2 separate regions of the Zea mays genome follow, and region 2 is linked to region 1. A link is a contact called in public Hi-C data. All regions are on one chromosome and are shown on one strand. The core of a region is the stretch at or near the end of the contact, and the rest is flanking DNA. Distances in the headings are between cores, read along the strand shown.

Evidence for each region. A called contact is a pair of places that touch in the nucleus more often than the background predicts.
Region 2: a contact with region 1 is called in a Hi-C map of leaf, with 3 times the contacts expected there. The contact joins the promoter of LOC103647483 here to the promoter of LOC100384175 in region 1. A contact is called at or near these places in 3 of 25 Hi-C or Micro-C datasets (ear and leaf).

Annotation. Positions count from the first base shown.
Region 1 is chr2:190,912,089-190,915,162 of Zm-B73-REFERENCE-NAM-5.0, reverse strand. It overlaps LOC100384175, which reads right to left and starts at 1,533. Exons shown (of 1, transcript NM_001176752.2): 1 at 730-1,533. The coding sequence starts at 1,532. The coding sequence ends at 1,059.
Region 2 is chr2:191,310,605-191,313,678 of Zm-B73-REFERENCE-NAM-5.0, reverse strand. It overlaps LOC103647483 (heat stress transcription factor B-1), which reads right to left and starts at 1,597. Exons shown (of 2, transcript XM_008672013.4): 1 at 812-1,597. The coding sequence starts at 1,039.

The sequences.
Region 1 (3,074 bases), core at 284-2,783:
TCTAACCAGTAGAACATAATGCTCATATGTTTTTAATATTGAATATAAATTATATATATATATATATATATACGTTTTTTGTAAAAACTATATAACCGTGTCGGGCCAGACCAGCACTATGGGCTGAAGCTACAGCCCAAACACGGCACGACGTTCTTGGCTCTTGCAAACATTAGGTTGTTTAATTTATGAGACCACATTGGTGCAATAGACTCCATGGTGTTTGAGGTTGCTGAATTGGATGGAGCAACAATAATTTGTCACACTAACAGTAAAATGAAAGGTTATTTGTTGTTTTTAAACGTTAGTAATTGCTACGAAGTAGCATAATTTATATGGAGCGCATCCAGTTTTTATTGGTGCCTGACTTTAGCAACCACTTTATATTTTGATCTATCTTTTTTATAAGTTTGAGTTCATGTGACTTATTTTAGAAACTTGAGCTCACAAACTTTCTCTTATTTGGTCTCTGTATGGTGAAATTATGTCATTTTATAATCTCTGTTCGTTCAGTCAGTCGTTGTGAACTCTTTTCTAATCGCTCACTTCATTGGTCGTGTTGTACAAAAATATATTGGATGAAGTAAATAATAACATCAGTTAGCCAAATAAAAAAATATTATATGGAGAGCGAAGATAATCAATAAAAATTTTGATTTTTTTTATAGATAGTTAACATGGGTATTGTTGTAAGTCGTCGCAACGCACGGCCAACCGACTAGTATATATATATATGCACAGGTCTCGAACACGCTCAGCTGGAAAGTAAGTGCCGACTATAGATGGCAAAAAAGCACGAGGCCCGTGAGCCCGGCACGAAGCCTGCTTTTTGGGCCCGGTCCGAGCCCGGCACGGTAGAATAAGCGGGCGGGTTTGGACAGGAAACTAGGCACGGCCCGTTTACCTCTAAGCCCGTCAAGCCCGTTTTTTTACACTAAAACGTGCTTACCGGCCCGTTTAGTCCGCTTTTTGGCCCGTTTTTTCGTGCTAAACGGGCCGGGCCGGCCCATTTAGACCCACTGCGGGCCGAGCTTGGACAGAAAATTAAGCCCGCTGTCTCAGCAGGCCCGGCCCGGTTTTTGGCCGGGCTTCACCGGGCCCGGGCCGAGCCGGGCCGGGCGGCCCGTTTGGCCATCTCTAGTGCCGACCGACCGATCGATCGTGCAGGGCCCATGGACAAATGCCGTACCGTCTCGACAGCAGAAGGAAACGTTCGGTGCTCTGTATCGGGATCGGGACGGGGGAGCGGCCGTGCAGGGCACGACCGATGATGGGTCGCCCCGTCGTCTTCGAGAGAAAAGGGTGAACTGTGAACGGAAGGGACAGACGGACGGACACAGACAAAGGTCGGTGGGGTTACTGGTGAGGTCCTGTGCCGCCATCTCCATGCATGGGGTTCGTTCGATGCATGGGCGCGCGCCTCCGTCGATCGCCGAGGACCGAGGACGCGCGCCCACAGTACGCCGACACGGCGTCCGTCCGGCCCGCCCGCCGCTCGTCCCGTCCGTCGTGGCTCGTGGGGATGGGGCCATAATTGCGTCCCCGCACGCAGGCGCGCGGGGGCGACGCAAATCCCTGTGGCTGTGCTTCTCCTCATCGCGCAGGCCGCGGCGAGTACATGAAGGTGAGGGCGCACGCGGTCCTCGCACGGCCTGAAAAAAAGCCAGCAGCTCTGGTTCGCGCTTTTCCGGACCGGCGCGGCGGGGCCCGGCGCGTGCCACCGCGGCCGGGCTGAGATGTACGGTGGGGACGGGGGGGCCGCCTGATGTGGCGATGCTTCGTCGGTCGTGGCCGCTGCCGCCCGGTGCATGGCGTGTACCGGTGTACGCCGGACGCGGACGGGCCCGATGAGTCGGCTTTTGGGCCGGGTGTCGTGGCTCGCTTTTTTCACGAGACGACGCCAGCAGCCCTGACACCAAGAAGGCTGGTAGCGTATAGCACATTAACAGCAGCACTCGACCACTGTGTTCCAATCCAAGTCAAAACGCGCGGTCCGTGTTCCGGCCATTCGACACCGTTTGAAACTGGCGAACTCACAGCCCGGTCGTCCGCGCGCTCTAGAAGCCCGGCACCGGCAGCTCGCCCCGTCGCGAGGCAGGCAACACGCTGGTACGGTCTCTGGTCGCGAGATCTGAAACTATCATGCGACAGGCGAGAGCAACACGGCCGGTCGGCCCAGCCTACTCCTGCAGGCGCCCTGGTCCTGACACTCTCGAAAGCCAGCCACAGCTGCCGCTGCCGCTGCCGGGCGTTGGCTCTCAGGCTGCTGCTGCCCCCGATCGTGGCCGACTGGCGCCTGGCGGCTGGCCGAGCCGAGCAAAGCACAGCGCCCAAAGGCATAGTTACAATTACAAACCACTCACTCGCAGCCTTTCCGGTGTCGCCAAAACACGTCACACGTGCTGCCGGTACAATTATTGGCGACTACGTACTGTCGCCCCGGCCGGCGCTCTGTAGCCAGACAGAGCTCGCGCTAGCTTTGCTGCAACGCTGTGTGGCGTTGCGTTGCGTGCGCTCTGCTCTCATGCATGCATATTGCATAGTAGCGATCCTTTGCTGACTATGCAGCTGGAGGCTCTGTGCCATCCTGTAAGTTGGGCCGGGCCGTGCTGACCCGGCACGAGCCCATCGTGCTTCGGGCTTAAATAATTCGGGCCGGGCTAGCACGAATTGCACTCGGGCCGGGCTAAATCGTGCTCACGTCCTAAAATGTAGGCCCAGCACGGCCCTAAATTAGACCGGGCTTGCATCGGGCCGTGCTGGCCCAGACCCGGCCCGTAAATCATGGACCATGAACCAGTTGCACGCGAGTAAATCATGGAGGCCCAGCAACTCGAGTGTCCAGCAATTGCTTAGAGATTCAACATTCAAGCGGTGCTGGGCGAGCTAGCAACCAAAATCAAGCAAGGCAGCATGCAGAGCTGGAAGACCACGAACGGACAAGAGGCTCCATGATTCGCTCAGCTCCCCACACGTGATCCCTGGCTTCCGCTGCTCCTCGAGTTCGCAGCTGCGGCGGCTCGCTGGTCGACGGCTCGACGCGGTGGACCGGAACGGAGGCCGCCTGGAGGAAC
Region 2 (3,074 bases), core at 348-2,847, 400 kb before region 1:
CGTCCAGCAGTTCCTAGCTAAATTAGCTTCTAGTAGTAGACCACACGCATAGAAGAGCCCAGAAAGGCTCATCCACGCGCGCGAAGCTTCCTTGAGATTCCTAACTGTTCCATTGATAATCGACCGCAGGCGCACTAGAACGCTGTGGCGTGTCAGGCGCGCGCCTAATTTGCTTTGCTTTGCTTTGCTTATTCCACGGAACAGCTCCCACCTCGCAGTCGCAGCACCTTTTTGCGCGCGTACGTGTTGCTGCTAGGTGTATCGCGACGAGGACGAATGAAGCCACCACTTCCTATACTACTAATTAAACGCGTACTCTGATTGACTGTCTGCTGTACCATGTTGTACATCTCGAAGCAAAGGTCACACAGGTGACAGGTGGCGTAGTACAGGTGTTGTGCTACGTGCGTAGGGGTACACTACACACACCGGGAAACGGAAACCGATAGCCAGGTCGTTGCACAAACGACACAAGGAAAGGAAAGGAAGAAGCCCTGGCCGCCGCCTTGCTCAGTTTCTACGTTTCGACCGGCGGCCTTACGTTACGTGTACGTCTCCTCGCTCGCTCTCGGAAGGTTGTGGAAGGTTTCTAGACTCGCCGACCACACACGCACGTTCGGCAACTCTCTGACGACGACGCCGGTCGAAAGGCTTTCTTCTCCCATCAGTTTCGTTGGACATAAACAAAAGACACACACACAGATCGAACCAAAGCAGACCTTTGTTTTATGAGGCAGCTATCTAGTCTAGTCATCAACTGAACAGAGAACAGATGATGTATAGATGGAGGAGTGTACGTAGTAGTACTCACGTAGGTGTTGAGCTGGCGGACAAAGGAGGAGAAGTTGCAGTGCTTGAAGTGGAGCGGGAGGAGGTCGCGCGCCAGCTCCACGGGCTTCCACACCACGAAGGAGCGGCCTTGCTCCGCCCACGAGATCACCTCGTCCGTGCCCCGCTCCTCCACCATCTGGTGCGTCTTGCTCAGGAACGGCGCCGGCCCGCTCCTCGACGCCGCCGCGGTGGCGCCTTCCTCCACCATCTCTCGCTCGGCGCCGACGATTAACTATTAATAACTGGCTGCCTTGATTATTGCACGAATCTCGCTCGCCTGCTAGTACCTAGTATGTATATATGTGGTTGTTGTGTAGCCTACTACTACCTACAAGGAGGAGGAAGAAGAGGTGGCTAGCTAGCTAGTAAGAGTCTGCGGCGGCGGCGGCGGCCGAGAAGAGCAGGAGGGCGGTGAGGAACTCCCAGCCCCAGACGTAGAACCCGGTCACGACCGCCCTCCGCCCGCACCCGCCCGCCTCTACTCCCATGTAAGCGCCTGCGCCTGCGCCGCCGCCGCGGCCCGCTTCGGTGTGTGCTCTCCGCCCTGGCGTGTCGCCGCTTGTCTGGGGAGGGAGATGAGTCGCTCGCCCCGTCGCCTCGGGCGATTTAAAGGATGGAATGGCTTTGCGGCGATAGACCAGCGAGGCGGTTGCTTTCGTCTGGCAGCGTGAGCTGCGACTATTTCTTCGCGCGGGTCAGTCTTGTGTGTTTCTTCGGTATACGTACGTTAGTACGTATGCTCGCCCTTTCAGCCGCTCCGGTCCGAATAGAAGCTTCCACAGCTGGCAGTGGGCGCGACCCTGTACCCCTCCCACCGTGAACCGAGTCAAAAATCGTCGCGCGCGAGCGGGGCCCGCCGCTCCTGGCCTGGTAGCCTCGCGGTGGGACGGGTGCACGGCACGCAGAAGAGGGCCCGCGCGAGCGCCTCCCGCGGTCGAGGACGAGTTGAATGTCCTTTGGGTCCGCGCGCACCGTACCGTGGCCGCAGTCCGCGCGTTCCAGAAAACCCAAAGACCCACCACCGGTGGCTTGCGCGCTCGTTTGCACTCCCACTGCGGCGCCACATCTTGCTTCCACGGACGTCGTCGCCCCAACCCAGAAGTTGGATGGGTTGGTGGTGGGTGGGCAAACGCGAAGTCCGTCCCTACTACACGTACGCGAAATTCTCGGACTACGAAGAACGAGAGAGGCGCACGCGCCGTCGGTCGACGGTCGATGATGCTTGCAGTCCAATCTAGTAGGCCGGTGACGCTGACGCTGTGCTGCTTTGATCCATCGCACTCTTAGCTAGCCATCATAGTGTGTATACCTATAATTTCACCAGCCATTGTTAGTTTCTTCTCCGTGAAACCAAAAAAAAAAGGTTCGAGGTAGGTGCGAACAAGATGTTTGGCTACCGCCACCATGAGGATCACTTAAGGCTAGTTTGGAAACTTAAATCCACTTCAAAATTGAAAGAGATTAGAAAGAAAATTACATTATTTCTATCCCAATACCATTTAATCATAAGGTGTATCTCAGGTTCCCAAAGTAGCCCTAAAGCGGTCAGGCTCGCTTGACATGGGGCCTGTTTGGTTCAGCTTTTTTCTGACCAGCTTTTCTGAAAATCTGGCTGTGAGGAGAATCTGGTTGTGGCGAGAATCTGAGTATCATTATGATTATTTCTGGAGGAAGATAAAATTGTTCATAGGGCTTAGGATCTAGAAAATGACGGATTCCTACTATTACAACGACTCAACCGATTATGTGTTTATGTTGATTTTGGATGGTTTTTCCCCAATGAATTTTATAGAAGCTGGCTGAAAAGCTGAATGTTTGGCAGTCCGCAGCAGCTTTTGGTGGCCAGAAGCTGCCAGAAGCCGAAACAAACAGGGCCATGAACACGCGTGCATCCCGACCAACATCTACACGGACACAGATAGCTTAACTGTAATAATGTACAGTGGAATGGAGTTAAGCGTAATTTCGATGTTTGCCTTATATTTTTTTTCACTGCACGGTGCTAGTCTCTACCACAGTAAAGCTGGTAGGTTTATTCCTCTCCTCTTTATCAGTAAGTCATTATCCTATAGATAGACCATACAAACCAATCAAGTATCTATTAATGAGTCGTTAACTCACAAAATGAGACGAGAAACCACCTTAACCAAACATACCCATCTGGCATCTGCATCCGCTAGCTAAATAAGGGCGGACGATCGAGCGAGCTATTAAAAAGTGCTCGTACTCCTTCTCATTTTATA